Regions from separate parts of the Sus scrofa genome. Here region 2 is linked to region 1. A link is a contact called in public Hi-C data. All regions are on one chromosome and are shown on one strand. Each heading gives the region's core, a stretch centred on a gene start, on an enhancer-like site or on the middle of the called end of the contact. The rest is flanking DNA. Distances are from core to core; before and after follow the strand shown. Region 1 has its middle 24 kb from the start of NDUFB3. Region 2 overlaps CFLAR (CASP8 and FADD like apoptosis regulator).

Region 1 (2,861 bases), core at 244-2,743:
AGCTGTGGTGTAGGCTGGCAGCTACAGCTCTGATTTGACACCTGGCCTGGGAACTTCCATAGGCCACAAGTCTGGCCCTTAAAAGACGAAAGACCAAAAAACAAAAACAAACAAACAAAAAACAAAAAAACACTTTAAGACCTATTCCCTTAAAATTTCTTAGAAATTTTTCATGGGAAAACAGGTAGGAATGGTGGGTGGCCAATCTGGCATAACTCCTGAGAACTGGGGTAGAGGGCATTTACCAAATCAGGTCTGGAGAGAGTGTGGAAAGCCAAAGGCAGAAAAACCTGTCTAAACGGATTGTGTAATTACAAAGAATGTGTGCATAGATTAAAATTCAGGGGGATCGGATTGATGGAACAGTGTGGTAAAAATCCAGTTGCAGCCTCTTGTGTTGCTGCAGAGGCGTGGGCTCAATCTCCCACCAGATCAGTAGGTTAAAGGAGATCTGGCATCACTGCACCCATGGCACGGGTTGCAACTGAGCCTCAAATTCATTCCCTGGCTCAGGAACTTTCATATGCCATGAGTGTGTCCATAAAAAAATAAAATAAAATAAAGTCAGATTCAATGGAATCATTAAGCCAGGTAGGCAGAGAAAATAAATGAGACAATTCTGGACAGTAAATGATGGGCCATCTGAATGAAAGTTTGTGACAGCTGGTACTGCCTAAGTCTGGATCTCACATTTTATCCGATTCATTTAAGGAGTCTAGAATAGAGCAGACACTAAACTTCATATTCTGGCAAAGATCCAGAGACACTGTGTCTGTAGTTCATTCAGTTCCTGTACAAAAGGAAAGCTTAGATAGGACAGATTGATTGGTCAGTCATTTCACATCACTGGTCTAAGGCTATTTATCATGTTCGATCCCTGGACCAGGAACTTCCGCATGATGTGGGCACTGCAAAAAAGGGGTGAGACATGTGAATATGTTCAGGATAAAATGATAGTTACCACTTTATTTATTTATTTATTTTGCTTTTTGGGGGGGCACCTGCAACATATGGAAGTTTCCAGGCCAGGGGTCAAATCAGAGCTGCAGCAGCGAGCCTATGCCACAGCCACAGCAACTTGGGATCCGAGCTGCATCTGTGACCTACACCACAGCTCATGGCAATGCTGGATCCTTAACCCACTGAGCAAGGCCAGGGATCATCGAACCCTAATCTTCGTGGATACTAGTCAGGTTCATTTCTGCTGAGTCACAACAGGAACTCCTGGTGTCTGACTTCTTACACATAGCGCAATATTTTCTGCCTTAACATTTCATTAGAAAATGTTCAATCATAAAGAAAGGAAAATTAGGGTGCCTGAGCATTTACTTCATGTTGGGAAAGGGCTCCTTGCTATGGAGTAAGAGCATGGAAGTAGTTTGTCACGAGTAAGCAGCAGCAGCAGGATGACACAGAAATGATACATCTGTACCTAGCCTTGACCTCCATCTGTGTCAGCATCTTCCTCCAGGCCTGGGACATTGCTGAAGCAGCTGGTAGCCTTTGGGCCCTGATGATTTTTCTGTCCTCCGACCTTGACTGTCTCTCTCTGTCACATTCTGTACTCAACACGTTCATTTAGTGCTTCACAAAGACAGATGACAGATAGAAGCTCAGCATGCCAGGAACTCAGATGGACATGGAAACTAGTAAAATACAGTAGGTGGAGTTCTCTTGTGGCAACGTGGATTAAGGATCTGGCATTGTCACTGCAGCAGCTGGGGTCATAGCTGTGGTGTGGGATTGATTCCTGGCCAGGGAACTTCCACATGCTGTGGCTGCAGCCAAACAAAACAAAACAAACACAGTAAAGGAATGTATGATCACTAGAACAAGAGGTAATTAAATCCTGGTTGACAAAAGAAGAGGGACAAGAGACATAACCAATATTTAAGGGGCAAACATAGGAAAGGGGGCCTGTAAAGAAAGGAGAAGGAAAGATCTGAGAGGTGGAAGATAAATCTGGAGAGAGCCATGTCCTAGAAACCAGGGAAGAAAGGATTTCAATAAAGGGAACAGGTCAAGGGTATACAACTAAGATGAAGTATGTCAGCTGGATTAGAAAACATCAATCTTTTCCTACTCCACTTTAGAAGCTCTCCAAACCAGGCCTTTCCTCTGCAGGCAGGAGATGAGAAGTGTCATCTCTGCTATATCTGACCAATTTAAAAGGAAAACTGAAAATACCGACAATGGGGGTTCCCAAGGACATAGCTCAGCTAGATTACACACTGAGATGCTCAGAATTTTGTAGTAGACAGTAATGAAAACCAATTAACTATACTGACATAGAAGACAATGAATCTCAGTGAACATAATACTGAACATAAAAAGGAAGTCACAAAAGAATACGGTTTGTTTTCGTTCGTATAGAGTGCAAAAATTGTCAAGCTATACTGTTTATTTATAAAAATTTTTTTCTCTTTGTAGGGCTGAACCTGCGGCATATGGAAGTTCCCTAGCCGGCTACAGCCACAGCCATAGCCACACTGGATCCGAGCCAAATCTATGACCTACACCACAGCTCCTGGCAATGCAGGATCCTTACCCACTGAGTGAGACCAGGGATTGAACCCACATCCTCATGGATGCTAATCGGGTTTGTTACCCACTGAGCAACGAAGGGAACTCTAAGCTATACTGTTTAGAGATGCATATATAAGTGCTAAAACTTACAAAGTCAAGGAAATCATTCTCTGTGAAGTTGGGACAGTGGTTACCTCTAGGGGGAGGAAGTGGGTTACGAGTGGGGAGGGGCACACAGAAGGCCTCTGAGATGCTTCTATTTTTATGCTTCAGGTGGTGGTGACATAGATGTTTGATGTATAATTTTTATCAATGTGTGTACTATATTTCATGCA
Region 2 (2,861 bases), core at 260-2,759, 52 kb after region 1:
AAATTAATCCTTTTTTTTTTTTCCTTTTTATGGCCACATCTGCAACTAATGGAAGTTCCTAGCTAGGGGTTCCATTAGAGCTGCAGCTGAGACCTATGACACAGCTATGGCAACACCCGATGCGAGCTGTATCTGCCATCTACACTGCAGCTTGTGGCGGTGCTGGCTGCTTAACCCACTGAGTGAGGCCAGAGATCAAACCCACATCCTCACAAAGACCACATCAATTCTTAACCTGCTGAGCCACAATGGGAACTCCTCAAATTAATATCTTATTTATTTAATTATTTTTTTTTTGGGGTCTTTTTTTTAGCTATTTCTTGGGCCGCTCCCACGGCATATGGAGGTTCCCAGGCTAGGGGTCCAGTTGGAGCTGTAGCCTCCGGCCTACGCCAGAGCCACAGCAACGCGGGATCCGAGCCGCATCTGCAACCTACACCACAGCTCACAGCAACGCTGGATCATTAACCCACTGAGCAAGGGCAGGGACCGAACCCGCAACCTCATGTTTCCTAGTCGGATTTGTTAACCACTGCGCCACGACGGGAACTCCTCAAATTAATATCTTATGTTTGAATAACTGCTCACAATTTGCAAAGCGTCCTTATAGACATCTCAATGGAGCCTCACAGCCACCTTCTGGAGGACATGGTAGAGGCATCAGTATTGATCCCATTTTATAGGTGGATAAATTACAGATGTAATTTGTTCAAAGTCACACTGTCGTGATCCCCTTGATCCTGTAAATTAGACTGGGCTCTATCCTTATTCTTTCTTGCTAGCCCAAGAAAGAACATTGCAAATGGCACCCAGCATCCATCCTCACCATCTGTCAGAGGAAAGATGTGATGTTCATGGGAAATGCCAGCCTGATGGCTTCAGGCTGTGTCCCTGGAGTGACTGTGTTGCCACAGGGATGTTTAGGGGATGCTCCATCTTGGTCTGAGGCCCTAGATTTGGTGTTCTTATTGGCCTTATACTTGGCATTGGGGACCTGTTTGGCCTTTAGCTTCACCTCCAGCTTTAGGCTTTTTCCTCCTGTTCTATTAGGTGAGACCTTCCTCAGATTCCCTAGACCTCAGATTCCCATGGTGTCAGTCAGTCTTCTTTCAGGACCAGGCAAGGTTCAGACCAGCAAGTAGGTGGAGAGGCCAGGACTGAAACTCACATCTTGGGTTTCCAAGGCTGTTCCTCTTTTACCCTCGTATCACGCAGCTGCCTGCTGACTGCCTTATGACAGCCCAGCTGCTGCTCTAGCCAGAACCCAGATAAAGAAAAGAGATTAAGGCACAAGACAGCCTGTGTTGCCTCCAGACCTCTGCATGTCAGGATGGAAAGGGAGACTATGGCTTTCTTTCAAAGACTTTGATAAGGGAGGCACTCTTATCAGTGAAAAGAAGGTTTTGATCCAGGGAGCCAGTCTGAAATTAAGTAAACAAAAGAGCTTTGAGCCTGATGTTTCTCGGTTCGCTTCTGCCCCCTGGAGGAGAGAGTGCTCCATGACTAGAGAGTGCCACTCCGGAAGGGAGCGTTTGGAATAAAGCAGTGGGGATGGCCCCTGAGTCCTGTCCAGGCTCTGTCCTGGTACCTGGTACATGGTACAGCCCTGTGTGTCATCCCCAGCTCAGAACTGGATCTCAAGCCTTACCTACACCCTCAGAGGCCGTGCCTAGGGGGCAGTGCTTCTTCACCTCTCCTAGCACTCTGAGCTCCTATGCTGACAAGTGAGGTACTTAATAGGTTTTCAGCAACTGTCATTCCTTGAACATACTTAGTTATTGTAAGGTTTTAAGGAGATTGGCAACTTCTTTATATCTCTTGGGGGCTTGTATCTTATTATTACTTGATATATATATATTTCAAAAAATGAATTTAATTCATTTTCTTCACCCCTACCTTACTTGCGGGTCAGGCGGAAGGAGAAAAGTAAGTTGCTTAATTACACTCCATTCTTAGGTAATGGTTATTATCATTCCCTTTTGCTGACTTACCTAGTGAATTATTTATCTCATAATGTGTACAAATTGCTCCAAAATGTTATAGCTTAAAACAACGATACTAATTTATTTATACCTCTCATAGCTTCTGGGGGTCTGGAATTTAGAAGTGACGGAGCCAGGCTGTCCCAGCCCTGAGTCTCTTGAGAGGTTGCTGTCATATGTCAGCTTGGGTCCTTGGCATTGGAGGAGCTTCTCGAGTGGCTGGGAAGTTGGTGTGTGGCTTGCGTTCTTCTCCATGTGGGCCTCTTCACATGGCACTGGGGACCTGTTTGGCACCAGGGCCCTGTCTGGAGTGTTCTCAAGACATGGCAGCTGGCTTCCCCCTAGTGATTTGACTTTGAATGTCACGTGGTAGCCCTTCTGCCACACTCCATTCATTAGGAACGAGTTACCTGTGTTCAAGGGGAGGGGATTACACACTATCTTTTTAAGCAAGGAGGGTCGAGGAGTCACAGACTTATTTAAATCTGCCATATCTGGCAGGATGTGAGCCTCCTGAGTAGAAAGTTCTACGAGACTGTATGTGATTGTGTCCAGATACTGCCCATAGGCTGGCCAAATTGAATTAAGAGCACTCGAGCCAGCTCTTGTTTGTCCAGTGGCTGCTTAGTTCCCAGTTTGTTGTTAACCCAAGGCTGTGTTTCTTTCCCAACTTTTAATCTTTTTCCTGTTTCCTGCTGAGAAGCCAGAAGAGAAATAACATTTGCTTACTTTCACTTTTATAGTGTAATACTCGCTGATAAAGTTGGCAAGACAAGACGTTGAAACTATTGGTTGAAGTTATTATCCTGAATTATTTGTGACTCTCCATACTTCATATTGTTCTTATTTGGTGTGGAGAATTGAGAATCGGTAGTGAAG

The links. Hi-C and Micro-C count contacts between places; a contact is called where the count stands out from the background.
Region 2: a Hi-C map of liver shows a contact between it and region 1, with 4 times the contacts expected there. The contact joins two enhancer-like sites. A contact is called at or near these places in 1 of 5 promoter capture datasets (liver), 15 of 47 Hi-C or Micro-C datasets (alveolar macrophages, blood, brain and 8 more) and 2 of 2 datasets of contacts at active chromatin or transcription factors (alveolar macrophages and skeletal muscle).

The regions. Positions count from the first base shown.
Region 1 is chr15:104,770,303-104,773,163 of Sscrofa11.1, forward strand. No RefSeq gene overlaps it. Among named protein-coding and RNA genes, the nearest start is that of NDUFB3, 24 kb to the left of the region's middle. Within about 2 kb of position 1,494, at least 12 of the 83 cell types and tissues checked have an H3K27ac peak or open chromatin away from gene starts, as enhancers often do. A contact at or near this core is called in alveolar macrophages, liver and skeletal muscle, where this site is marked.
Region 2 is chr15:104,822,267-104,825,127 of Sscrofa11.1, forward strand. The region is part of intron 7 of CFLAR (CASP8 and FADD like apoptosis regulator); the gene reads left to right. Among named protein-coding and RNA genes, the nearest start is that of CFLAR, 24 kb to the left of the region's middle. Within about 2 kb of position 1,510, at least 43 of the 83 cell types and tissues checked have an H3K27ac peak or open chromatin away from gene starts, as enhancers often do. A contact at or near this core is called in alveolar macrophages, liver and skeletal muscle, where this site is marked.